Regions from separate parts of the Mus musculus genome. Here all the other regions are linked to region 3. Evidence: chromatin contacts called from public HiChIP or PLAC-seq and promoter capture Hi-C data. All regions are on one chromosome and are shown on one strand. Each heading gives the region's core, a stretch centred on a gene start, on an enhancer-like site or on the middle of the called end of the contact. The rest is flanking DNA. Distances are from core to core; before and after follow the strand shown. Region 1 holds the start of Ube2e2 (ubiquitin-conjugating enzyme E2E 2). Region 2 holds the start of Rarb (retinoic acid receptor, beta). Region 3 holds the start of Thrb (thyroid hormone receptor beta).

The links. Promoter capture Hi-C pulls out the DNA fragments that hold promoters and counts their contacts. HiChIP or PLAC-seq counts read pairs in DNA pulled down with a chosen protein or histone mark.
Region 1: a contact with region 3 is called in an H3K4me3 HiChIP or PLAC-seq map of stem cell-derived neural progenitor cells, with 11 times the contacts expected there. The contact joins the promoter of Ube2e2 here to the promoter of Thrb in region 3. A contact is called at or near these places in 1 of 39 promoter capture datasets (embryonic stem cells), 2 of 115 datasets of contacts at active chromatin or transcription factors (astrocytes and stem cell-derived neural progenitor cells) and 2 of 9 other capture datasets (adipose tissue and liver).
Region 2: a promoter capture Hi-C map of hippocampal neurons shows a contact between it and region 3, with 4 times the contacts expected there. The contact joins the promoter of Rarb here to the promoter of Thrb in region 3. A contact is called at or near these places in 2 of 39 promoter capture datasets (cranial neural crest and hippocampal neurons) and 3 of 115 datasets of contacts at active chromatin or transcription factors (astrocytes, large pre-B cells and stem cell-derived neural progenitor cells).

What each region holds. Positions count from the first base shown.
Region 1 is chr14:18,890,849-18,895,204 of GRCm38.p6, forward strand. It overlaps Ube2e2 (ubiquitin-conjugating enzyme E2E 2), which reads right to left and starts at 2,923. Exons shown (of 6, transcript NM_144839.2): 1 at 2,737-2,923.
Region 2 is chr14:16,573,833-16,577,753 of GRCm38.p6, forward strand. Rarb (retinoic acid receptor, beta) reads right to left here and starts at 1,644. Exons shown (of 8, transcript NM_011243.2): 1 at 1,026-1,644. The coding sequence starts at 1,182.
Region 3 is chr14:17,658,617-17,662,781 of GRCm38.p6, forward strand. Thrb (thyroid hormone receptor beta) reads left to right here and starts at 2,344. Exons shown (of 10, transcript NM_001113417.1): 1 at 2,344-2,408. It overlaps LOC115488350 (serine/arginine repetitive matrix protein 1-like), which reads right to left and starts at 2,962. Exons shown (of 3, transcript XM_030248233.1): 1 at 2,616-2,962; 2 at 1,648-2,548; 3 at 1,300-1,315. The coding sequence starts at 2,962. The coding sequence ends at 1,672.

The sequences.
Region 1 (4,356 bases), core at 1,673-4,172, 1.2 Mb after region 3:
AATACCGAAATTTTATGTCTCTATGTTTCATGTCTAGCTCTAAAAGCCTGAGTATATTTCTTGGGTTTTCTTATTTGACTTTAACATTCTTATTATTGGATTTAATATTTGTATTCTTTCTCAGCTTGCTTCTTTGAGTTAAAATATATCTAAAGTTAAAAACCTTGTAAGTATGTGCTATATAGCATGCTAGCTAAGCAGGCTTATGTATAAGCAGGGAAACAGAAAGAAGCATTCTTAGGATTAGATGCTCTCAAGGTAGGGTACTGTGAGCAAACTTTTAAGAGATGTGAAATCAGTGAGAAATTGTTCTATGTATCCTAAACCTGAGGCAATCCATCACATGGCAAACACAAGAACTCTAGAAAAGTAGTTGCCTTACACTGCAAGCACAGCTGTGACTGCTGTGTGCTGCATCAGTCATGAAGTGCACACATTTCAATACTCTTTTGTGCACACCTAGTAATGTGTAAACTATATAATACTGAATAGACTATGCAATGATGTAATGGGCCATAATCTGAAACTGAAATTTCCTCAACTACTTCAGAATACCAGAAGATTAAACTACTAAACTACTATTAAAGGTCTGGGGGTATGGCTCAGTTCTAGAGCCCTTGCCAAGCGTATATGTGAAGGCCTGGGCTCAACCAGAACACTTCCCCAGAAAGCAATTAAATGGCTAAACAGAAGCATAATTTCTCTAGTTTTACAGTTTAAAAAATTATTTCTATTTTTGATCTAAGATACCTTATCCGATCCAAATCTTTACGTACAAATGACAAATCCTCCTGAGAACACTGATAAGCATTATAAAACCATTTAGACAAAGGCTCTGTATCTCCTATTCAAATGTCAAGACTTAAGAGACTTTCTGCTGAGTGTTTTCTGAATCCTTGATTACAGAAAAAAGGGGACAACATGATTGTGTACTCTGGCACAATTAACTCTTATGAGAGGAAATCCTCTGCAGGTCACTCAAATGAACTATGTATAAAATTGGTGCCTTGTCTCTCTAAAGTAAAAATGAGTAGGTCCCTGAATTAAAACTTCTACATATTAACTTCTCTGGCATTTTAAAATTAATTCCTAAAGAGCTAATTCCCTAACCTAGAAGGAAGCTAAATTCCAGGGATCTAAACACAAATACATCCTCCAATGACAGTTTCAAAGATCTTAAGACACCTAAAGTGATATTTTTACTTCAGATTCAAGTAACCCTTAGTTTCTAACTAAATATAAACATATTACATTTAGGTATTTAAACACACTCATTCTTTTTGAGCTTTATTGACTATGTGCTCTGTGATGTCATCAGGCTCTGGAAATTCCCAGCACATAGTGAGTGAAATTAGCGTGTTTCAGAAAAACTTACGGATCTAAACAAATCCCACCGATGAAACCAACAGTACTCAAGTCCACATTACTATTCAAATCATCAAATGTCATGATTTTTAAAAACTTAGAAAAGCAAGTATTCATTTGTGCAGCTGCAACAGGAAAATGTGAACTTGCATTGGCATACCAGTTTTTCTACTTGTGATTTCTGAACTTTTCCAAAACATAAAATACTTTATATTATACGCCAAACCTGTAGCGCTATCCAGCTTCCCAAGTGTCTGAAAAGATATTTATTTGGAAAATAAAAGTGGAGCACCTGATTGAGGGAAGTGCTGTGCCCTAGAGGAAAGAGCTCAAGGTATGACATATGAAAACACTCCATCTTCACCATCACCCACAAACAAGACTGCCAAGCGCCCAGGAGCATCCTGACTGCCTGAAGAAAGACAAATATTTAGATTCCCAAGATTGCATTTCTAGAGCATGCTTTTCAAAATCCAAGGATTTAAAACTAAGATGAGCTTTAAAAAAATCTTAAAAACAGTAAGGTAATCAGAGGTAAGTCCTAGCACATTCTTTTGTACTTTAAAATGGAAATACTCAAGTAGACCCTCAAAATTACAAAATACAAGGTTAGAGGATAAGAATCTTGCAAATCAGCAAATAAGTCCAAGAGCTGCCACCAAGCCCAGGGTGATGATGTCTCTCTAATGCGGCCTTAATTTCCTTTAGGGAAGATGGATGGGGCATTTCTGGTTAGTTGTGGAAAAAGAGACACAAGAAGCCAGGCTTTATGTTCATTAGAATTGGAAAAGGGCAAATGGATCAAAACATTAGTAGCGAAGAGGGGGTGGGTGGGGGTGGGAGGACAAGGGTAATCCAGTTTCCAATCAGGCCAGTGGGTGCTGCAGAGAAGCCAGAGGAAAACTGGCTTCGGAGCCAAACTGTGCCAAGCATCGGGCATTACAAAAGACCAGTGTGACAACCCACACCCCGGGGCATCACGCACACACCCAGCGGGTACTCCCTCACCCTCACCTCCTGTAGCAATTATGCAATTTGGGAAGAGCTCCGGACAGCCGGGCACTTTGCGCCGCGACATCCATCCTGGACTTTGCGGAGACTTAGTTCCTGGCTGCGGTGGGCTCGGGAGGGGAGGGGAGAGGTCCTCGTGGGCGAAGGACGGCCACACTCTGCGGGACGGGGGAGGGGCGCGCGGGCCCCAGCGGACACGCGCAGGGTCAGGGAGGCCTGCGGGGCCGCGGGCGCGCACCCGAGCCGAGGCCGCGGCGGGGGCGGGGATCTCGCCGGGCTGGCCCTCGCCGCGTGGGGTCCCCGCGCGCCCCACGCCGCGGCTCTGGCCGCGGCCACGCCCGCCCGCCCTCACCTACTCACCTCGCGGCGTCGCCCGCGCTCCAGCCGCGGCTCCGACGCCGAGTCCGGGAGTGAAACCGCCGCCTCCGCGAGCCGCCGCCGCCGCCACCGCCGCCGCCGCCCGCCGTCCGCGCGCGCCCCCTCCCAAGCGCGCGCTCGCCCTGCCTGCCCTGAGAGCCCGCGACAGCGCGAGCCCCACGTCGGCCTCGCGGTGTCGCGCCCGCGAGCCCGCGACGCGATTTAGCCCCGCCCCCGCCGGCGCGTGCCCGCTCGAGGACCTGTGAGGTGCGCGCGCAAAAGTAAAGTGACAGCTGAGTCCTGGGCTGGGCGGGCCGGAGCAAAGGCGGGTTAGGGCGAAGGGAAAGGGAGGAGGGAAATCGAGGCTCAACGGCGGCGGGAAGGGAGGGACGAGAGGACCTTGAGGAGCGCACGAATTAAAGGGACACGCGGGCTAAGGGGTGGGGTTGCGCTTCAATAAGGTGCAGTGCGGCGGACTGGGATGAGGGGTAGGGAGAACACACACACACACACACACACACACACACACACACACACACCTGCACCACCAGCTCGTGCTCGCGCAGGACCCACCTGCACCGCTGTTGGAAAACTTCGCGTGGGCCCGGGTGAAGCCACATTTTACCCCTTAACTGCTGCAGGGAAGGTCCTGCGGTGCCTAGTCCTGTCCAGGGCTGCTAGCTGTCACTCTGGGAGGCTGGGGAGGGCGGGGCGGGACGAAGGGGGCAGCACTATCAGAGCAAGTGGGAGGCTGCCACTGTGCCTGAAAGACACAGGTGGGATAGTAGCCATGCTGTGGGTGGCCTGAGGAATATAAGGTTGCCCTGTCATTGTAGCCCAAAATAGCTACTTAAAACAAAACAAAACAAAACAAAACAAAAACCTGCACATGCTTTGTTAACTCAGCGCCCATGAACTCACTTCACCACCACCACCACCACCACCACCACCACCACCACCACCACCACCACCACCACCCACACACACACACACACAACACCTCCAGCCTATCATAACCGCTGAGATCTAGGACTACTCTTAACTTCTGTGAGGATTCTTGGGAGTGGCTGAGCCCATGCACTAGTCCTGCTCAGCAGAGAGGGCTAAAGACAGACCTCCATTTCAAGTATGGTCCAAATCACTTGAACAGTGCTAGCCAATACATAGGAAACCATGGGAAACCCAACCTACCAGATGCCATAGGCCACCATGGGAATGTGAAGTTCTGAGTCAATCAAGCAGCCTAAACAACTAGTGCAAAAAGACCCCAGAGACTAGAGCAATACAAGACTCATAACCTGTATCTGGAACAGAAAATGCTTCCACGAGATACATTCAAGAACTGGCTTTTAACCAATTACATCACTGAAAACTGCCCAAAGCAGCTAGTAATGTCTAGCCTGGAACTGACTACTGAGAAAAAAAAAATGACAGCACCTTTGTCCTTACGAATGTCAGCTCAAGAATGTATGAGAGGAAGAGTTAGAAATGAGTGAAACCTGGTTTTCTGGTTTGTGTGGCCACTTAAATCTGTCTCATGGTGTGTGTATTTCCGACATAGTACAGTGTATTAGTAGAAATGCATCATATTTAGAATATGATCAAATACAGTATTTCATAGAC
Region 2 (3,921 bases), core at 394-2,893, 1.1 Mb before region 3:
TTTCAGGCTAATGCTCCAATGAATTGTCAAATCAAGTACTAAAAACATTTTGATAGATAGATGAGCCATTTATCTAAATCACTGTCAGGGTGGCGAAGCATCCTGCAGGCTCCCACTACCATCAGCTCTATGTAAGATTTCCCAGGACTCCTGGTCATTTCTCAGGCCTGCAGCTGAGCTACTGTTGACTGATGAAGCTGAAGCACCATGTCAGCATCAGATAACCAAACAGTCAATATTGTTTTTGAAAACGAGGCTACCCCATTTAGATTTCTTTTCCTTTAACTGAAGTCCAGGCTCCTGACTGAATTGTAAGGTATGGAAATAATGAATGGCCAGCCCGAGGGGTGTTGGTGACCAGGAGTAACCTAGCAAAACAGAAACTTCTTAGACCAACAAAGTAACTCGGAGAGATGGCAGTGGGGTCACAGCTAAGACATATTGCCTTTTCTCGGTGAAGGGAACGAGGGAGGCAGCATCTTGCACCATCCTGCCCGGTACATTATGAACTCTGATTAACCGCCTTTACACGGTTGCATTCCTTGAAGAGACCATGTCATATTTTAATTACTTTGCACTGTTGAAATACATAAGGGGGAAGTGTTACTGAGCTCGTGGCTAATCCCAGCAAAGTTAAGTCCCCTCTCTACCCGTTACACAAATTGCATGGAATATCAGATTGCACTACTTGAAGAATGTTCAAAGTCCGTGGTCACCTTCTATTTTTCCCCTTCCTTTCGTACTTATTTAAAAACAAACAAACAAACAAACAAAAAACACCTATCTTCAAGAAAGAATAGGGTGGTAAGGGAGAACAGGGGCGCAGGAGCGTTTCAAGAAACCTCTCCAAGGGAATTTCAGCAGAGGGAATCCATATGCATGGCAGCCTATCACACCCCTTCAGCATTAAATCATTAAACCCTTTGTCTTGCCACCACTGCACTTTATTCCAGTGTCTTTATTGCATGCAAGAGAGACATTTATTTTTCCTTGGTAAAAGAAAGGAAAAAAAATAATAAACCTACATTGAGCAGTATGCCGGTGCTGCCATTCGGCCTGGGTGAATCCACTGAGGCAGGCTTTGAGAGCCTTTTCCTGCAGCATGCAGGAGGAAGGGCTCGCGGTGTAGAAATCCAGGATCTGCCCGGGACTCACTGACAGAACATCCATACAGTCAAACATGATCTCTCCGCACCGCGCTCTGCAAAAGTGCTTATCCTCTAGGTGTGGAGGCGAGCCGCACAGAAAAGTCCACGAACTCCATCAAACTCTGCCCCTTTTTTGGCACGTAGGCTGTTGGTCTTTTTCCCAGCCCCGAATCATGAATTATGACAGACAAGCCAGCTAAAAGCCTGTAATTGATCCAAATGATCATTTACCATTTTCCAGGCTCGCTCGGCCGATCCAGCCAGGGCGGGGGTTCCCGCACCGATCCCAAGTTCTCCCTTCCAGGCGACGCCCGCGCAGGCCTCCGGGAGCGCGCGGGTCCTACCCCGCCGGTGCCCAGACGCTCCCTGCCCGGGTGGCTCGCGTCCTCTGCATCCCAGTCTTGTGGCCGCGGCGCACGGGAACTCTGGTCCCCCCCTTTGGCAAAGAATAGACCCTCCTGCCTCGGAGCAGCTCACTTCCTACCACTTCTGTCACACGGAATGAAAGATTGAATTGCCTAATATATGCGAGTGAACTTTCGGTGAACCCTTCCCGGGCTGCTAACCTTCAAATGACCCAACCAGTCTGACATCACCAACTCCCAGGATTCTCACAGCGCTTAAAAACTCCCAGCAGCCCTGCAAGAGCCTTCAGCCAGCGAGTCCGCGGCCAGCCGCGCGGTGCTCCCCACGGCTCAGCGTGCAAACAATGCCAGGAGCGCAGGGAGGAGCGGGAGTGCGGCTGCGGTTTGCGCCTTTTCATCGGCCGGCCCTGGCAGGGAGACCCTCGCCCTCAGCTCGCCTCTGAAATTCCTCTCTGCTCTCCTGTTCCTGGCCAAGCCCTTGCAACTTAGGTATCTTTCCACTCCCGTAAAAGCACTCCGCAAGCCCCGAACTGCCCATCAGGAGCCCCGCCACCGCTCGCAGAGGGAAGCCTCTGGGGCCGGGAAACTTTCCATTAAGCCTGCCGTCTTTTTATTCCTTCTTCATATTATTATTATTATTATTATTATTATTATTTCCTCCCTTTTTCTCACTCTTTCAGGCTTTAGCTGAGCTCGCTGAAGGGATTGTCCTAGCTCCGGAGGGGAGAGAAAAGTCCCTTCTGGGATCTACTTAGACTTTAAAAACCCTGCAGGCAGAAACACCTGGAGCAGTCACAGATTAGTTGCACCAAACTCTGTTCCTAATCTCACCTTTCTCTTCTTTCTATCCACCACCTCCCTCCCCCCACCCCCCACCCCCCACCCCCCATTGCCAATCGCACTCTCACAAACACAGAAAGTGAAAGGCAAAACACAGAGACTGAGGTGTGTGTGTGTGTGTGTGTGTGTGTGTGTGTGTGAGAGAGAGAGAGAGAGAGAGAGAGAGAGACAGACAGACAGAGAGAGATATAGAGACAGAGAGAGACAGAGAGAGATATAGAGACAGAGAGAGACAGAGAGAGATATAGAGACAGAGAGAGACAGAGAGAGATATAGAGACAGAGAGAGAGAGACAGAGAAAGAATTTTAGATTCTGGTTTGCTGGTTGGTGAAAACAGTAACTCTGTCACTGGCCATCTGTGTGTCTAGGAAAATACTGATTTTCTCTAGGACCCAGTTTTCTCATCTGTATACCATCCATAGAACGTAAATAACTACCTGTCACTTCTCAATAAACACACAAAAGGAATATTAGCAGTGTCTCAGCCTCCTGTTTCTAGCTGTGGGACTTTTGCCAAGGATACCCAGACCTTCCTGAGGCTACAGTGTTCAGCAGTTAGTAGACTTGTGCCCTGTCTGAACCCACGCCAATCCTCAGTCTATGCACAGAGTGTTGGTGGCCACTTCGTCAGGCACAGGTCCCCACACATAACGTGGAGTTTGAAAATACTCCTCATACTGGGCAAGTATGAGGGTTTTATAATTCTGAAAGCTAGACTTGGCTCAGACCACCCCTGTCCAATTATACCTGTTTTAAAAAAATACAAATAAAAAACCTAATCTTCAGACAAGAGGATTTCTCTTTTCTTTTTTTAACTGGTTACACTGACTCAGCCTAGGGGAAGGAGCAGAATTTTTTTTAGTTGTTCTCAAAAACCCAGAGGCAATTAATATAGATGCAGCCAAACAGCCAGCACTTTCAAAAAGGGAAGCCACCTGCAGCTAGCTTCCAACTTCTCCATTGGAAAGAAGATGCCGGGCAGAGCCAGACTCTGCTTCCTTCTCTGCCAAGCTGGGAATTCTCCCACAGGAGGCTGGCAAGGAAATGGGTGGGGAAGCCCTGACTCCTGTCTTCCTTTGTGGGCAGTGCAGGGAGGGAAGGACACTGACACACAGGGGAGCCTGTCAGGTACACCCACCCTTGCTGAAATGCCCTTCTGACTAGTTTGCTATTATTTGGCTGTCCTGGCACAGGATGGGAGCATGCTGCACACTCCTCCTTAGGGAGTGAGTGTCCCTAAGAAAGCCCTCTATACCTGCAGCATAGGAAGCTCAGCGTGCTGAAGGGAGAGCTCTCACTGGAAGTGCACACTGTTTTGCTTTCCTTTCTGTAGCCATTTTGTTAGAAACTTGTCAACTACAAAGACAACACACATTACAAAGCGACCACTTAACTGACCACCACTGAACAATTGTAAAGATACAAAACGCTGGGCTATGTGTGACTTTCTGCTTGGCCCAAGAGACTTACTGTCCCTGAATGCTTCCTTGAGGTCTTGGGTTCCCTGGAAACAGAGTCACGAGCACCTAGTATTGGAGGTGGAGGAAAAGGTATGGGCAGAGGGGAG
Region 3 (4,165 bases), core at 1,094-3,593:
ACCCTGTGCTCCCAGGTTAGGATATCTTTTGCTTTCCCAGGAGTTCTCATGACTCTGAGAATTCCCATGACACTGTGTTGTGTAACAGATTCTTATGGTAACCCCTTACCACCACCCCACCAGCTCTGCTCTCTCAATACCCATTCAAATAGAATCCTACCAAATTTCCTGTTGGAGCGTTGCGATTATATAACACTGTTACAACCAGTCTTGTAAGCCGTTTAATACTTTCACTGATTCTCATTTCATAACTTTCCAAGCAAAATGAAATCAGACAAAACCATCTGAACAAAGAAAAGTAATCTTTTGATGTTGTTGTTATAGTTCATTTTTAGTATGTGGTTTTCTTCAGAAAGAATTTAAGAAAAAACATAGCTCAGAATTATACTAGAAGTATAACGTCCAGGGATTCCGGGTTTCCCAGGGGCCTCTTGAATTCCCCTTTCTAACTTATTACAGAGCTGTTCACAAGTCTCCCCCCCCCCCCCCCCCCCCCCCGACCTGGGCCAAGCCAGGCTTTTCCTTGCAGCCACCAGGGGGCTGTCTGGTTAGGAACTGGGTAGGAGAAGCTGCAGCTTTCCTCCAAACCAACCAAAACCTCCCAAGGCAGCTTTGGAGCAAAGCCCAGGAACTCGCCTGCAAAACAACCTTCACTCTAGAGCCGGCAAGTTCTTAGTGAAGCTTCATTCCGGGTGAGGAATAAAACACGGATTTCTTACAAAGAATTCAAAGGGCAGCCGAGTCTGTGCTGGCCGCGGGGAAAGGCAACGTTCTAGCAGCTGCTTTCTCTCCTGAGTCCTGCTTCTGACTCGCCACAGTTGTTAATGCTGTGACAGGAGGTGTGTTGGCCTTTCTTCTTTTTCCTTTCCTGTGGACTGCCCAAATAACACCCCCGGGGGGGCCTTATCACCCGTGGGGAAATCTAGACAACTCTTTAAAATGATCTAGACATCATTCCCTTTTATACCGTGTTACAAGAGTATGTTGAAGAAAGATTTTTCAAGGTATTTTTTTTTAACAGTGTTCATAAGAACATAATTGTATTCGGTCCTTAATCAAAGTAGTTTTGTCGCAATTGTTAACTTCCCATTGGCTGCGAGTTCTCTGAGCACTCTGCGTTTTTCCAATAAAACCTACCTCCAAGGCGTAGCTGGAAGACTGCCTGGGTCATCTGGAACAGCACACTGTCGCCCGCTGTTTTCTCCCAACCTGACCTTCGGAACTTGAGGTATGGACATTTCAGCGCTATGCTTGCAAGTGCAGAACCCTTCCAGGGTGGAGATTATTTTTGTCTTCTGGTTTTGTACTTATATTTCTAGGACAGAGGCGAAATAACGAGGTGTCCCTTTAAACCCTACTTGTAGAACCAACCCGGAACACACTCAGTGAGGTGTTGGGGGGGGGGGGCACTTCTCATTTAGGGCAAGCAAGGCATTGCCCATTGGTGTGGGGGAGCAGAGCGTCCAGAGCCACAGGAGGATCTGAGCGCCCCGTGTTTCCAAGCGCACCACAAGTGGTTTGGGGGCGGAAGGAGGAGCGCGGTGACACCTGCCGCGCCTGTCGGGCGACTCAGGAGGGTTGTGCCCCTGGAGATCCCCTCTATCTCCTGTCATTCATACCCTACCCCACCCCCTGTCACACTCCTACCTCTTCAACTAAAAGAATGATGGCTCAAATGGATCCTCCACGCTCCTGCAGTTGGGTGGGTGGACGCGTGTCCACCAGACCCGCAGCTACGTGACCCCGGGGGAGGGTGGCGCACAAGGCGCCGTTACCGCAGAGTCGTAGCGGGGGACATTTGCACATAAGCGGCAGGTGCGCAGGGCACTCGAGTGGAGGGTTGCTCGGGCAGTGGCAGGGAGCACAGCCCGGAAGCCATTTCGTCTCTGATACTCTGGCGGAGCCAGGGTGGCCTGAGCCTGCCGCAGCTGCTGGGAGAATCGAACAGGCTAGAGGACCAGAGGGGAAGAACGGTCGGCGGTTCGCCAGCGGCGGAGGAGCTGACACCCTAGTCCCTAGTAAGGCTACCGCGCTGGGTCCTCCGGAGTCGGAGACTCCGGCCCTGCACCTCGCCGCCCGCGCAGGTCGCGGCAGAGAGGTCGCCGGTGTCCTGGGACCCACGCTGCGCCCCTCAGCGTCGGCGCCGGAGGAGAGTTGACAGGTCAAGGGAATAGGGCTCGCTCGGGAGCCCGCGCAGTACTGGACCCCGTGGCGGAGGGGGCGGAGCGGGGAGGAGACTGCGGCTCGGCCGAGCACGGCGCAGCCTTGGGCGGGCGGCCGGCCGGCGTGACGCGGCGGGATTAACTTTGCATGGCTAATACGAGCACCAGAGCTGAGGCCACCGGCTGCTCGGCCGCAGCTCGCCAGCACGCCGCCTTGGGGCGCCACCTCCAGGCTCCAGCGCTCTGGTAACTTGGCAGGGTGGGCGGGCGTGGGGGGAGGTCTACAGGTCTTGCGGGCCGGGCGCGGGTGGCCAGCGACGCGCTCTGTCCTTGAAGCTGGCCTCTGAGACCGGCTCCTCTCGGGCTCGGGCACCCGGTGCAGGGACCTGAAGCCAGAACCCAACTAGGGACAAGCTCCTTGTGAAATGGAGTTTGACGTCCTGGGCTCCGAACCCAGTGGAAGTTTCCATGAGGAGGAAGTTGTAGGGCATGGGGGTTCGGAAGAGGCTGACAGGCGCGGGGGTGGGCGATTTAAAGGGACTGTGGGTCTCGTGTCCCATCTTTTTGGCTCCTGCACAGGAACTCCAGGCTTTGGAAAGGAGAAAGGTCCTGAATAAGCTGCTGCTCAGTGCCAGTCTGCCTCTCATCCGCTCCGCAGGCTCCCTCCCTCCAGAATCGCTCTTTTCCTTTGCTTCTTTTGGGTTCTGCATGTTTGTGACGATCCGGGTGGTGTCAGCTGTGCTCCCTAAGACCGGGAAAGACGTCTTTGGAGGGTTTCTATTGTTAGGGTTAGTTGTCATTTTGGAGGAAGATTTCCCGTGACTGCAGTGGGATTATTATTGGAGCTAATTCTTAAAGCCTTCTGGTTTGTTTTTAAGAGGGAGGGGGCGGAGTGTGCATACGTGGGTTGTTTTTGGTTTTTTGTTTGTTTGTTTGTTTGTTTTTAATTAAAGGCTAACTGTATAATTTGCCCCAAATGGGAAGTTTTTAAAGGGTCTATTAAGCATTTCTATAGTGAGTCAAATAAAGAAAAGAATACCTGGGCAGGCAGGTTCGCTATCCCATTCTGCCCTTTGCACACACATGAAGAACTCAAAGACTGTCGAATCAGAAAATAACATTGCATAAATTCCTCCTCTTCAAGTGTGGTTGATCCTAGATACTAGTGATCAGTTTTTAAAGACCTGTTTAAAACTGAACATTCTTTGTTCAATGCATGAAAAGGAGAACACAGCAAGCAATTTAGTTAACGATGACCGTATTAAGTAGTGTAGACCCGTTGGGGAGTTTCTTTATATGATTTATCTCTGGTTTAGCATGTTTGATGATACTGTAATGAAATATCCTCACTGTGTTGCAAAGGAATAAAATTTTCTTTTTGGTAAAGAAACGTTCTGTGATTCATTCTGAATATTCTGGATGACTGATCTCCCTAATTCACTTCAGCTTGTTATTTCCCGTTCTGAAAGAAGTCATGAACTTGGTACCATTAATGAAAAGGTGTTTCGTGGGAAGTATTTTGGACAGGGGCAGATTTTAGAGTGTTTTCATGCTGATTGGCCGTGCTTCAATTGACCCGGAGAGATATTAAGTAAAAAGTGCATTTGCTTGAGCCATTTTATGTGAAGAAATTAGTGAAGAATAACTTATTGCTTTCCCATGTTAAATAGATACTATTAGGATCCTATATTTTAAATAAATTCCAATTGTTTATTATATACTGGAAAAGAAAAATCTGCTTCACTTTGTGAGTAAAGGTAAATGGTACTGAACTGCTTCAGAATTGCTAATTTTTAATGAAACTGTTCTTGTTGGCATTACAATGCAAAAGCTTAATCTCATTGGCATTGAGGTATTGCTATATAAAGTAACTGGCACTAGAAGGGGGATAAATATTTGACTTCTCCCCTTCCAGCTTCTTTGTGGTAAATTTTGTATTAAAAAGAAACAAGCTGCAACTTCCCTATAATCCAGCACCTCTGGAAAAGGATGACTTGTTAAAC